Linked DNA regions of Sus scrofa: region 2 is linked to region 1. Evidence: chromatin contacts called from public Hi-C data. All regions are on one chromosome and are shown on one strand. The core of a region is the stretch at or near the end of the contact, and the rest is flanking DNA. Distances in the headings are between cores, read along the strand shown.

Region 1 (7,185 bases), core at 1,615-4,114:
ATTTTTTCTAATAGGATCTTAAAACACAGACTATTCAGCCCCCTATGCCTTTAAAGACTGATTTGAGGGAGTTCCTGTCGTGGTGCAGTGGTTAACGAATCCGACTAGGAACCACGAGGTGGCAGGTTCGATCCCTGGCCTCACTCACCGGGTTAAGGATCCGGTGTTGCTGTGAGCTGTGGTGTAGGTCTCAGATGCTGCTCAGATCCCGCGTTGCTGTGGCTGTGGTGTAGGCTGGCAGCTGCAGCTCCAATTCGACCTCCTAGCCTGGGACCTCCATATGCCACAGGTGTGGCGCTAAAAAGCAAAAAAAAAAAAAAAAAAAAAAAAGACTGTGTATAAAACTATCACCTCTTGTTTCCTTATTTTTATTTTTTAAATAGTGGAAACAGAGATAGATTTTGTTATTGTCGTCATTACTTTTTAATGGTGAAGGCCTAAGTTGGGGTGGGGGGTGAACACAGGTGGGCCTTTGGAAGGTCTACGCCCTCTATGCCCTCTCTGCTCAAAGCCTGTCCTGGGAGTGGTTCCTGCTTCCAGGCTCAGCCGGGAGAGCTAGAAAGGCTTGGTTGGCCTCGCCAAGGTGAAAGTGTGGTGCTAGCTTTGGCCCACCAGATGGCAGCACAACCCCAGCGGTCCCGGGCTCTGTAGGTGGGAATGGAGTTAAGCATCTGCCCACAGGCCCTCCCCTGGAGGTGCTAGCTGCTTGCCTCTGAAGACCCTTACTTAGCACACTGGTTTCCTCCCGGAAGCTTGCAAAGTCCGCTTAGCTACTGGTAGACGTTCTGAGTCTAGGGGCTCCTCCTCCCAAGAGGTTTGAACAGTAGGGAAGGTGTACAGGTAGAAGTGAGGGCAAGGCCTCTGGAAGCAAAGAGCAGATTCTGGGATTTTGTGCTCTGCTGTCCCTTATGAGTGGAGAATATATAAAAGAGAATCATGTAGCTATGTTTGTTTATATTTACTAATATCAGAAATAGTACCTAGAAGTTCCCTAATGGCCTAGTGGTTAAGTATCCAGTGTTGTCACTATTGTAGCTTGGGTCACTGCTGTGGCACAGGTTCAGTCCTTGGCCCAGGAATTTCCACATGCCATGGATGTGGCCAAAAAAAGAAAAACCAACTTTTTTTCTTTTTCATACAGAGAAGTGCAAATATAAAAATAAAAATGGACCGTAGCCTCCCCATCATGATAACCTCTGTTATCCAAAAAAGATAATAAAGTAAGAATTGTTTAAGGTTTGAAAATTTGAAGCTCAGGAAAGTATAAATTGAGAAGTAAGAGTTCCTGCTGTGGCATAGGATCTGGTGTTGTCTCTGTGGTAGCATGGGTTTGATTGACATACACCATTGTGTTAGTTTCAGGTGTACAACATAATGATTTGCTATTTGTTTCTTTTTTTTTTTCTTTCTTTCTTTTGTGGCCTCACTGCATTATGTGGAATTCCTGAGCCAGGATCAGATCTGAGCCCCAACTGTGACCCAAGCCACAGCTGTGGCAACACCAGATCCCTAAACCACTGTGCTGGGCTGGGGATCGAACTCACATCCCAGTACTCCCAAGATGCCAAGTAGGAGTTCCCACTGTGGCTCAGTGGGTTAAGGATCTGGCATTGTCTCTGTGGTGGCTCGGGTTCAATTGACATATACCATTGTGTTAAAGATGTACAACATAATGATTTGCTACTTGTCACCATCTGTATTTACAGTTTTTTTCCTTGTGACAAGGACTTGAAGATCTTCCTAGTCAGCACATACAGACTTCGTCTATGAATTTTTTTTTGCAGGTCTCCCTATTGTCAGAGATTTTGGTTGGCTCTACTTGAGAGCTAATATAGACTGTGTTTTAGTGGACATCCTTGTATATTTATTTTGGCATGCCTCCACAAGTCCAAATTCCAGAAAAAGTCAAAGGAAAAGTACATTTAAAATTTTATTGGCTAAATTTTGCTCCAGAAAGATTGCCCCAGTTTACATTCCATTACACCGAGTGCAGGAGAGTGCCTGTTTCCAGGTGACTGGAGGGAAACCTGCCCCTGCCAGGAGCCCACGGTAGTGAGGTAGGGGACCCAGCAGGAAGCAGGTCTGCCCCTCTGCCACAGTGCTGGCTCCCTCCACCACCTTTGCCTCTGCTGCAGATCTTCTCTGTGGTTGTGAGGTGATGTTTCAGTGTGGCAGCCTTTCTTTTAGTGATGGAGAGCAGTCCCTGGATTTCCCTTATCACCTTAGCAACATTTTCTTGTCCGTCCTGGGGTGAATGAACCAAATGAATAACCAAATCTTGACTCTTCCAGGTGAAGAAGGCGTATAGACAGAAGGCCCTCTCCTGCCACCCAGACAAAAATCCGGATAATCCCAGAGCAGGTGAGCCTCTCATAGGCACGGAGAGAAGTAAACCGACCCCCTGGGGTGTGGTGTTGAGTGCACCCTCAGCCTGGCTTTGGGAGCTGGGCCCCGTGGGTGCACTTCACAGGTTAGGGGCACCTGGTCACTTGCTGATGTGCTCACCCTTCCTGGGCTGTTATCTGCTGATGTCTACTTTTCTGGCACCCTGTGGCTTCTTTGAGGTGCTTTTTTAGGGAGCACATCATCACCAAGTCTAACTTGACTTTTCTCCTTTCTCTTTTTTTTGATCCCTATGTTTAGCTGAACTCTTCCACCAGCTTTCTCAGGCCTTGGAGGTACTGACCGATGCTGCTGCCAGGGTAAGTGCATCCTCTTCCATATGAATTGTCCTTGAATTTAGAGACCACTGTGTGCTTTATCCTCTAGACCCAGCTGTGCAGTAAGGTCCTTGTTGTCCCAGCCTGGAGACCCGGTCACCAGGCTGCCAGCTGACGACTCTGGGGCTGATAACAAGGCCTGGGAGATGGCCAGCTCTGTGTGGGTTCCCGGCTGACACCTCCCCTCTGCTCGTTTCTCCTGCCAGGCTGCATATGACAAGGTCAGGAAAGCCAAGAAGCAGGCAGCAGAGAGGACCCAGAAACTTGATGAAAGAAGGAAGAAAGTGAAGCTTGGTAGGTGATAGCATGGTGCTAGTGGCCTGCGGTTTCCCTGGACCGTTTTCATCCAGTTCCTCCACCTTTCTTCCTGCAGCTTCAGTTCCAGCAACTCAGAGCTCTGTGGCCCTGGCTCTGGGCAGAACCATTTCCTATCTACCTTTAGGGTGGCTCTTAAAGGACAGTTTTAGAAATAATAACAATGACTGGATGTGCTATTAGCTAGGCATTGTGACACATGTTTTACTGCCTCTTTTAATTATCACATCTATCCAAGGAGCTGGGTGTTATGAAACCCCACCCCCTTTTTTTTTTTTAGGGCTGCACCTGCAGCATATGGAAGTTCCCAGGCTAGGTGTTGAGTTGGATCTGCAGTTGCTGGCCTATGCTACAGCCATAGCAACTCAGAATCTGAGCCACATCTGTGACCTATGCCACAGCTCCCAGCAACACTGGATCCTTAACCCACTGAGAGAGGCCAGGGATTGAACCTACATCCTTATGGATACTAGTCAGGATCCCACAGAGGCACAACAGGAACTCTTTGAAACCCATTTTTTACAAGAAGCTAAGGCACCAAAAGGATAAGAATTTGCTGGAGCCAGGATTTGAACCTGTACAGCATGGATCCAGTCACTGTCTGTGTTGGCCACGCCCTCTTGGAACTTTTCATTCATAGCAGCTCACTTTGGCACAGAGCTTTCACTCTGAGAAATCCCCTCTGCAGGATCCAAAGAGATCTGGGCATTCATCTTTTAAAAAATAGCTTTATTGATGTACATTCTGTTTATCTTATCTCCACTAATTTCAAGTGAACAATTCAGTGATTATTAGTAAATTTACCAAATGGTGCAACTGTAATTGGAAATCAATTTTAGAACATCTTCACTAACCCCATAAGACTGGTCCGGGTATTCTTTATTTGGTTTTTCTCCCCTTTTCCTTGCCTGTTTTGATATCCATATATTTAATATGTATATATACCATCCGAGTACATCCATCAAAAACAACCAAACAAACCTGAAGAGTTTAGGTAAGTAAAGTGAACAGAAAAGAAGGTAGCGAGTCCCAGACCTGAGAGAAGTGTTTGCCCCGGCAGCTGGCCTGGGAGGGGCCACAAGCGGGTTCCTCTTAGAAAGTGGGAAGGGTTCCTGGACCTGAGGTGATGTCCTTGCATGGAGGCTGCTGCCCATAGGAGCAGCTGTAGCCAGGTCCACGGTGAGGCTCTGTTTATGTGAGTTGAAGGGGAGGTGGAAGAGACGGCAGGAACCCGAGCTCAGTGGTGGGAAGAACATGTAAGCAAAAACAAGGTCGCAGGTCAGGCTGCAGTGCCAAACTACAGGAAGAGAAGCCAGCAGCTCCACCCATTGGCAGCTCTGACCCACAGCCCTGGGCTGCTAACAGAAGCACCCACCCATACCTTGTTCACTGATTAGAGAACCAGCTTGGTCATTGTGAGCTGATGTAACTCTCCCAGACCCTGACCACTCAGCTGGAGCCTCTCCTTCCTTGTGATGACTTTTCTCAATGGAAATGAACTCGGGAGCTCATGCGCATGGAGGTGGCAGGCAGGGTTGCTGGGTGGGTTCATCCTGCGTGAGGCTTTGGGAAGCAGCCAGAGCCAGGTGGGCCAGGGACATGTAGAAACTACTTAGACCAGACATCGGGTCATTCCACCCTTGTGCCTAGACTTGGAGGCCAGGGAGCTGCAGGCCCAGACCCATGGCAGCGAGGAGGAGGAGGAGAGCCGGAGTGCCAGGACGCTAGAACAAGAGGTGGGCATCCAAGCCATGTGACCATCTGCAGGAGGAGGTGACGGGTGGGCCCAGGAGTTGCCATGACTGGGGAGGGCAGCCCTGTCCACCTTCTCCGTGGGATCTGGGTAATTTGTCCTACCTGCAGGTGGCTGAGCCCAGCTTGCAGGTGGAACGTCCCAGGGACCTTTGCAAGGTGAGCCAACCTGGAACTGGATCTGCACAGAATTGTCACCCTCCCCAACCCCCACCCTGCAGATCGAACGCCTGCGAGAAGAGGGTTCCCGGCAGCTGGAGGAACAGCAGAGGCTGATCCAGGAGCAGATCCGACAGGAACGGGAACAGAGGTTGAGAGGTGAGAGTCCGTCCCCCATACCCACCTTCCCCTCTAAGGCAGCTCCCAAAGCCCATAGTGGCCACACTGGCTGCCTAGAGGAGCTGCTGTGCAAGCTTCTACCTGCTAGAAACCCCGGAGGCATCCCACTGGGACACATGCCGCCTGTCCCTTCTTCCTTCCAGTTCTCTGGGGCCTATTAGCTTTTCACCCTTCTTGAGACCTCCTGGCCCAGTTGGTCTTTAGTCCCAAGCAGAGCTGGCTCTGTTTTGGAGCTGATCACCCAGTGGAGTGGAGCGGGGGGGCTCTGGGGTACTTTGTTTCAGTAGAACTGTGTTGTCTCTACCTCTGCCTCCTGCCCCCAGAGGTGTTCACAGCCCTTCTTGGGCAGAATGCTGACCATGGCCTTCAGGCATCTGGGCAGCTGCCCCCAAGATGGCAGCTCCTCGGGGTGGGGGCCCCTCTACTTTCCCTACCAGACCCTACTCAGGGCAGGGCAAATACTGTCCCTGGTCAGGAATGACCTTTTCTAAGTCCTTCTGGCCCTGGGCTGTTTCTCCTTTGGGAGAACCACTGACTCCCTCGTATTCTATCTTACCTGGAATTATTTTCTAAATTTTCTAGGAATGACAGAAAATCTTGAAAGCAAAGGAACCCCCAAGCTAAAGGTGAGTCCTGTAGGATCCCCAGGCCACCTCACACCTCCTTCTGTCTTCTTCAGCAAGAATAAATGCTTTGGGGGAACAAGGGCTTCTGGGGGATGCTGGATCTCTGGGAGCCCCACCACTACCCCCACCCTTCCATCCTCCCACTGCCTAGGTGTCAGAGCTGGCTGGGAAAGGCTGCTCTTAGCTCTTAAGGCTGCAGGGCTGCCCTCCCTGAGGCCCTAAAGGAGAGCCTCATTAGGGCTAGAAGCATGGCTGTGGGTGAGCAGACCACCTGCCTGTCCATTTTCAAGGGGAACACATTTTGGGGGGGTGCCCCCTAGATTACCTGTGTCTTAAAGACCAGTGGGGTGTCTTCTCAGATTGTAAAGCTTGGGTGCAGGGGCTGGTCCTGTTGGGATGAAGGTCAGTGTTGAATGGCGACACCCACTGCTATATTTCCAGCTCAAGTGGAAGAGCACAAAGGAGTCCGAGTCCCAAGGTGGCTATTCCAAAGATGTCCTCCTGCGGCTTTTACAAAAGGTCTGCCCTGCTGACTTCCCTCTTACCCATCACCTGAGGCCCCACATCAGCCCAAACCCCAGGATCTCCAGGCCTAACCTTCCTTCACAGCTCCTGCCTTTTTTTTTTTTCTGTGTCATAGACCAAAGGACAGTCTAGAAACTTCTCCCCAGGCCACGGCCCTGTAGTCACCCATGTTGCCATGTGCCCACTCCAGCCAGGTCTAGCTCTGGCCATCCTTGGAAGCAAAGGGCTTGGCCGGGTCTGTGGGGAGAGAGGGAGTTGGCATCTGGCACCAAAGCCCTGTCCTCTTCGTGTCCTTCATTCACCGAGGTGGCTGCACATCTCTGCAGGTCTAAATCTCCACCTCTGCCCAGCTCTCCTTTGCTGTCCTCTGTATTTTGGAAAAAATACCTTTCTTTCCCATCTCCGACCTACCCTATCTAGGAACCTAGCAATGAGAGGTTATCCTCTGTCTGATAATGGCCTAGTGGCCTCAGGGCAGCCCAGGCTTGTCTCTGGCGTGAGCTGGGCCACCCTGAAGGCTGAGCCATGCTTACTGGGACCCCCTTATCCTCACAGTATGGAGAGGTGCTCAACCTGGTACTTTCCAGTAAGAAGGCAGGCACTGCCGTGGTGGAGTTTGCGACCGTCAGGGCTGCGGTAAGTGCTATGTGGGGCTTTAGGGGCCTCAGATAGCCCTTCTGTTCCAGGGGAGGAACCCAATTCTGTGGGCCCTGTGAGCTTAGGTATCCACACTCCCAGGGGATCTCCGGGCCAGCTCAGAGCCCAGGTTTCGCAGAGAGGGGCCCTCAAGCTTCGGGAGTGGAGGCACAGCGAATAAAGGGATGGGTGGGAGGATGTTCCAGGGATGGCTTCATTTCTTGCTGCCAGGCTCCGTATGTCCTCCCTCTGGGAGCCAGTGTCCCTCCATG
Region 2 (7,185 bases), core at 1,858-4,357, 91 kb after region 1:
CAAGCTGCATCTTCAACCTAAACCACATTTTGTGGCAACACCAGGTCCTTAACCCACTGAGGGAGTCCAGGGATCAAACATCCTCACAGATACTATGTTGGGTTCTTAAGCCACTGAGCTACAACAGGAACTCCCAGACATGAATGAAAATGAAAGATCACTAGTTTAATCAATTCTAGACCTCATTGAATGCACAAATGAGTAAGTAATATGCAGGTATCCTACTCATTTTGAAATATTCCATAAGTGTAAGGGGTATACGAAAAGTCAGATTAATATGATAAGAGTTAAGATTGCTCAGTTTGAAAAGAACGGAGAACAAAAAAATGTTAAATATCTTCTTGAGGTATTGTAAAAGCAAACAAGTATTGATGTCCACAAGAATAAATGGACTCAAATCACACCACAACAAGCTGGACAATTTAACAATAGGATAAATTTAACTCAAAAGAAAACAGACAAGAGTTCCTGCTGTGGCATAACAGGTTAAGGACCTGGAGTTGCCACAGCTGTGGCACAGGACACAGCTGTGCCTGGGATTCAATCCATAGCCCAGAAACTTCCATATGCCACAGGTGCGGGAAAGAAAGAGAGAAAGAGGGAAAGAGAGAAAAAAAGAAAGAAAAGAGAAAAGGAAAATAAATCTCCATTCTTGGACTTGAAAGATGACATTTGTTCTTGAGTATTTCAAGTACAGCTCTTAGACTGAGGATTTAGCATAATGTGATCTATAATTCCAAATATCAGGATCACCTGAATGCAATTTAAATATCTCCCTTTGTAATTTATGAAAAAGGTGGCTTGAACTGCACACGTAAAGCAATAATCAAAAAGGAAAAGACTGGAAAATTAGACTATATTTAAACTTAGAACTCCTGTTCATCAAAATACACCACTGAAAGAATGAAAAATGCGAGGAGAAAATATTTACCACAAAAATAAACTGTTATACTTACCACAATTATGAATATAAAGGGCTGATAACCAGAATACATAGAGAATTCTTTCAAATCAATAAGAAAGACAACCCAGTAGAAAAATAGGCAAGAGATGTGAACAAGCACTTCATAACAGAAGATACCCCAGTGGCTAATAAACCTATCAACAAATGCTCAACTTCATTAATCAAGAAAATTAAAATTAAAACCATTATATAATAGCTAAAATTTAAAAGACTGACAATGTTAGCCAATGTGTAGGATAACTAAACACTCATTCACCGCTGGTTTAAGTGTAAATTAGACCACTTTAGAAAACTAGTATTAAATATGGAAGGTGAAAATAGACAAATGCTGGAGTTCCCATCGTGACTCACCTGTTAACAAATCCAACTAGTAACCATGAGGTTGCATGTTCGATCCCTGGCTTTGCTCAGTGGGTTAAGGATCCAGCGTTGCTGTGGCTGTGGCATAGGCTGGTGGCTACAGCTCTGATTGGTAGCCTGGGAACCTCCATATGCTGCAGAAGAGGCCCTAGAAAAGGTAAAAAGACAAAAAAAAAAAAAAAAAGAAAGAAAGAAAAGATAGACAAATGCCATGACCCAGGAATTTCACTACTCTGTGTTATTAACCAACTGCAAACCATACACGTGTGCACCAAAATGTATGTGGGAATGTTCTCCACAACCTTTCTCATAAAAGCTGAGAAGCAGAAAAAAATCCAGATATCTACCACAGGTAAAATGAGTAAGAAATACAATACAGCAACCAGAAAGAACTACTGCCAAATGCAAAGACGTATGAATCTAAAGACAAAATGTTGAGCAAAGCCAGACATGAAAATATACAGTATTACTTACATAAAACTCAAAAACAGGAGGTCCCGTCGTGGCTCAGTGGTTAACGAATCCGACTAGGAACCACGAGGTTGCAGGTTCGATTCCTGGCCTTGCTCAGTGGGTTGGGGAGGCGTTGCTGTGCCTGTGGAGTAGGCTGGCGGCTACAGCTCCGATTCGACCCCTGGCCTGTGAACCTCCATATGCCATGGGTGCAGCCCTGAAAAGACAAAAGACAGAAAAAAAACCCTCAAAAACGGAGAAATTCCCTTATGGTTTAGGAGGTTAAGGATCTGGCGTTGTCCTGCTGTTGGGCGGGTTCCATCACTGTCCTGGGGCTGTCCCTGGTGCGGCCAAAAATCAAAACCAGGCAAAATTAGTCAACGGTGTTAGCCGTCTGTCAACTAGTTAGCTCTCGGGAGAAAGGAGAGTATTAGATAAGGGGGCACAAGGGAGGCTTCCGGGGTGCTGAGAAAAATCTATTTCTGACATGAGTGGTGATTACACAGGTATATATTCGTTTTATAACGATTCATGAAGCTGTATACACTTTCGATCTGTACACTTTTCTATATTACACTTCACTTTAAAGTTTAAGGAAAAAAACAACAAACCTCGCTACAGATCATTCCCTAGGCATCACGTGAAAGGTCTCCCACATCAGACAATTCAAATATCTTTTGGGCAACTGGAGGTGGGTATTTTGTAAGCTAAACTTTGTGTTATGGAAAAGGGACTGACCAGAAATCCGGAAACCCTGGCTCTGGCTTAACAGTTGTGATTTTAAGGCTCTACACTTCTCTGGGTCTTGGCTTCCTGGCCCATGCCCAGAAAGTGGATGTTGGAAGTGAAGGCCTCTAAGTTCCTCCCAGCTCCAAAGACTAGAGTGAGCTGCTATTTTCGCCACAAAGAGCTGCCAGGGTCAGATCTGCCAGGGCACATCCCAGCTCCGCCCCGCCTTCTCCGACTTTCTCAATTGGCGCGGAGGGGCCCGCAAGCCGGCGGCGGGAGCTGGAGCCCGGGGCCTGGGTCCAGTCCGAGTCCGGCTTACCCCTAGCCAAACCCCGCGATGGGAAGGGGCCGGGTCCGCGCCTCACACTCACCTCGGCCTGCAGCGCTACCCGCTCTGGCCGGCTGAGCGTTCCGAACCTCAGTCCGCTGGACCCGCGCGCGCTCGACCCCGGACGGAGTGCAGAGCCCCTCGCAGCGTCCACCTCTCTACTCCCCTGCTCCGGCCTTCGGCACGGAATACACGAAACTTCTCAGCTCCCAGCTGCGCGTCTGAGCTCTCCTCAGACCTCGGTCTCAGGCCGCAGCGCGCGCCGAACCTGCAGCCTTCGGAAATCCCGCCAAATGCTATTGGGCAGGGTCACGTCCGCGTCAACGTAACGTCTCCCCGCCCCTCTCGGATCCGCCTTCCTCCCCTTTGGCCAACGTTCTTGAGACCCAGAGATAGGGCCCAGACCTTGCAGAAGGTTATGGATTTCCCTCTTCTTTTTCCCACAAGGACTAATTCAAAATTTGGAAGTCGCCTCCTTCTTCCTTTTACGAAACCAAGGACTACAACTCCCAAGAGGTAGTGGGTCGGCCCCAAACTACGTCTCCCAGTGTGCACTGCGGGCGGGCTCCTCAGCCCCTCTGGGAAATACGTAGGTTCTTGAGAGCTTTTCTTGATTTGTTAGGTATCTAAGCTGGGGCATTTGGCCCTTCAGATTTCTCAGAGCCCCTGACTCTCCAATTCCAGAGCCAGGCGCTCCCTGGCCCTTGTAGGTGGTGGAGCTGAGGACCCTTGAGTAGATGGATGAAACTGGAACACAGAGCTAGTGAAGGAGAAAGAGGAACACCTGAAATATTAGTCAGGCTGTGGTACTTTACTGGAGATTTGCAGAACTGCAAGGAAGGGAACATTGATTTTGAGACTATAAATCTTACCGTAGTTTGCTAGAAAGTTTATTCCGGTTTTAAAGGGTGAGCAGGGTTTTCCTGGGCGAAGAATAGGAGATGGAGTACAAGTGGATGGAGTAGTATGGGTATGGAAATTAACAACAATAGTCAAGGAATAGCATTCTCTGATGAGGGAAGAAAAGTGTCTTAAGAGATGCTGAGACTGTTAAACTACATTTAGCTCAGGCTATGAAAAGGCTTAAGACCATGATGGAGCTTTGGCTTTATTCCTTAGGTAATGGGGAAATCATTCCAGTTTTTAAGTGGACAAGTCATATGCTTAGATTTTTTTTTTTTTAATAATTGAACCAATGTTTATTGACTACCTACTAAGTGACGGACATTCTGATGTCATTGGGGTTACAATCGCAAACAAGACAATGGGAGTTCCCATTGTGCCTCAGCGGTAACGAACCCAACTAGTATCCCTGAGGACTCAGGTCAGTCTCTGGACCTGCTCAGTGGGTTAAGGATCCAGTGTTGCCCAGCAAGCTGCGGTGTAGGTCACAGGCGGCTGGGATCTAGCGCTGCTGTGGCTGTGGTGTAGGCAGCTCCAATTTGACCCCTAGCCTTGGAACTTCCCTATGCTGCTGGGCAGCCCTAAAAAACAAACAAGACAATTAGACTATACCTGCCTTAATGGGACTGACATTTCAGAGGATACAATCACCTTGCAAGGAAATGCACACTTTCCTTTTTCTTCCCTTCTCTTTGCAAGTTCAGTCCAGCTCGAATTTCAAGTTCATCTCCAAGGCTGCTTCCTGATCTGACCCCTAACCTGGGAACTTCCATATGCCGCCCATGCAGCCGTAAAAAGAAAAACAAACAAACAAAAAAACTGAAAAGGAGTGTTTTCTGACTTAATAATTCTATTTTCAGTATGCTGACTTTGCTTGCCCAGCATCCATTACCCCCCCCACCCCCACCCTTTCTGGTAGGTAAACACTGAATTCCATCCTGTGCCTCAGGCTCAGTTGCTGTGGATCAGGTGGTGCTCCATTCGGGCTCCAGAAGTGCTGCAGAGCACAGTGAATGCTCCTAGACTCAGGATTGCCTAGAACATCAGCGAAATCTAAAGCCACATTGTTTTGTGCTTAACCACATGACCCAAGTTTCTCCAATCAAGAGAGCTTCTCACTGCACGCTGCCTGATTGTTTCTAGAGCCCACATTTAGTGTTAATCCCATTTCAGAAGGTCCTGAGAGGTGACCATATGCCAGGTGCTCTTGTAGTTACTGAGGATGCAGAGGTAAACTATATCCTCACTGTTTTTGGTGGAAATTGAGCATCCGTTCAAGAAGTTTCTTTTGAATCCCATGTGTTTGCTTGGAGCCACACCTGTTGTGTGGGAAGAGTTGCACCCAGCATCTTGGTCTAGGGGAGCTTTGGTCCCTCTTCAATCCCCTGCCCCCCATCTGGCTTGCTTGGGCCTACAGGGGTGGGGAAGTGATTGATCTGCGTGTCCTAAGGGGAATCCTACTTTGATCTATTTTTTTGTTTCCCATCACTACTTTGTATTTATGGAGTGCTTGAAAGTTTGTAGTTTTTTATTTAATCCTCACACCATTACCTTGTGGCATTGAAGGACAGGAGAGTGAGAGTAAAGACAGTAAAAACTGTTAGGAAGCCCTTGCAATATTTCAGGAAAGAAATGAAGGCTTAAGTTAGAGCAAATGACAAAGAGAACAGATTCAGGAAGCATTCTGGAGGTAGAATCAACCTAATATAGAAATTATACATAGTACTTGGAGATAATACTGTACTGCTTTCCATACTAGCAATACAAACCTTCACTTTCCATTTTTCACATACTCTCCTCCTTAGAGCATCTGCAAACTGACAGCTCCTCCTGGCTGAGTGAAGATACATGATTTTGACCTTTCATTAAAGTGAGATTCCTGGGGTTCCTGTTGTGGCTCAGGGGTAATGAATCCAACTAGGATCCATGAGGATGTGGGTTTGATCCCTGGCCCTGCTCAGTGGGTTAAGGATCCAGCATTGCTGTGAGCTGTAGTGTAGGTCACAGACATGGCTCGGATCTGGTGTTGCTGTGGCTGTGGTGTAGGCCTGCAGCTACAGCTCTGATTGGACCCCTAGCCTGGGAATCTCCATATGCTTCAGGTGAGGCCCTAAAAAGACAAAAAATAAATAAAATAAAATAAAATAAAATTCCTGTGGCTGTGGGGATGTCAAACCAGAGAAGCTCCATCAATAGATGATTAAGAAATTGAGAAACTAAGTAGAGGAGAGTCTAAGATGGAAACAGTTTTGAAGTCTGACTGCTTTCCAGGTCTGTGAGATAACCCTATGTTCTGATGATCTCCCTTTTTTTTTTTCTGCTTAAACAAATTTGAGTAGTTTTATGTTTCTTTCCTCTTTCTTTTCCAACTCACTAAGAAGTTGGAAATGAGACAAAATAGACTTCTCACCAACAGTTAAATTAGCAATCCATGAGAATATTTATAAATATGTAATTGAAAAATTTTGAATATATCCTACATTACTATGTAAGTGACCTATCTGAAATCTCAAGAAGGCAAATAATCAGACCAAAACTTGATGAGCAGAAATCTGATCATTTGTCTCTAGGAAAAAAGGTGATCTCAGCATAGTCTGGAGCATAAAAAGGAAAATCCAGAAAGAGAAACTCCATGTCATATCCAAGTAATCTATTTGAGTAGTGCAAAGATAATTCAATATTAGGAAGTCAATTATTATAACTGACTATATTAGTAGGTCAAGGGAAAAAAAAACATACGCTTAATTTCATCATTTTGGAGAAGCATCTATCAGGGAGGAAGAAATTTTCCTCTACCCTTCTAAGTTCTTCTGGCTGGTCTAAAAATTAAATTGACATGAGACAGATTAGCAGGAGAAAATCAAACTAAAGTTTAATAATATGTATACCTGGGAGTGCCCCACAAAATCTGAGTAATCCCCAAAATAGGAGAAACCCTCACCTTAGATACCTTTTTTTTTTTTTTTTTTTTTGAGAGAGCCCCTTGGTTTATTTATTTATTTTGGTCTTTTTGCTTTTCTAGGGCCGCTCCTGCAGCATATGGAGGTTCCCAGGCTAGGGGTCTAATCGGAGCAGTAGCCGCCGGTCTACACCAAAGCCACAGCGACTCGGGATCTGAGCCTCATGTGTGACCTACACCGCAACTCACGGCAACACCGGATCCTCAACCCACTGAGCAAGGCCAGGGATCGAACCAGCAACCTCATGGTTCCTAGTCAGATTCGTTAAGCACTGAGCCACGATGGGAACTCCAAGTACCATCTTTAGCTAAAGACAAAGGATATTTGGACTTCAAAGGAGAGGAAGGCAATTCACAAGTAGATGAAAAAGCAAACATTTGGCAAAAGTTTCCTGGGCAATGCAGAGACAATGGGACACAGAGTGAACTCATGACAGCTCTGTAATGGGAATAAGCCCTCTATCTAAAAAATGTTAATGTAGCTAGGGA

What was found. Hi-C and Micro-C count contacts between places; a contact is called where the count stands out from the background.
Region 2: a Hi-C map of liver shows a contact between it and region 1, with 2.8 times the contacts expected there. The contact joins the promoter of RAD51 here to the enhancer-like site in region 1. A contact is called at or near these places in 1 of 5 promoter capture datasets (fetal liver) and 3 of 47 Hi-C or Micro-C datasets (fetal liver, liver and skeletal muscle).

The regions. Positions count from the first base shown.
Region 1 is chr1:130,546,532-130,553,716 of Sscrofa11.1, forward strand. It overlaps DNAJC17 (dnaJ homolog subfamily C member 17), which reads left to right. Exons shown (of 11, transcript XM_001929383.4): 2 at 2,292-2,361; 3 at 2,644-2,702; 4 at 2,927-3,014; 5 at 4,686-4,771; 6 at 5,009-5,105; 7 at 5,709-5,752; 8 at 6,194-6,271; 9 at 6,833-6,913. Among named protein-coding and RNA genes, the nearest start is that of C1H15orf62, 9.4 kb to the right of the region's middle. Within about 2 kb of position 2,865, at least 6 of the 83 cell types and tissues checked have an H3K27ac peak or open chromatin away from gene starts, as enhancers often do. A contact at or near this core is called in fetal liver and liver, where this site is marked.
Region 2 is chr1:130,637,001-130,644,185 of Sscrofa11.1, forward strand. RAD51 (RAD51 recombinase) reads right to left here and starts at 3,108. Exons shown (of 10, transcript NM_001123181.1): 1 at 2,878-3,108.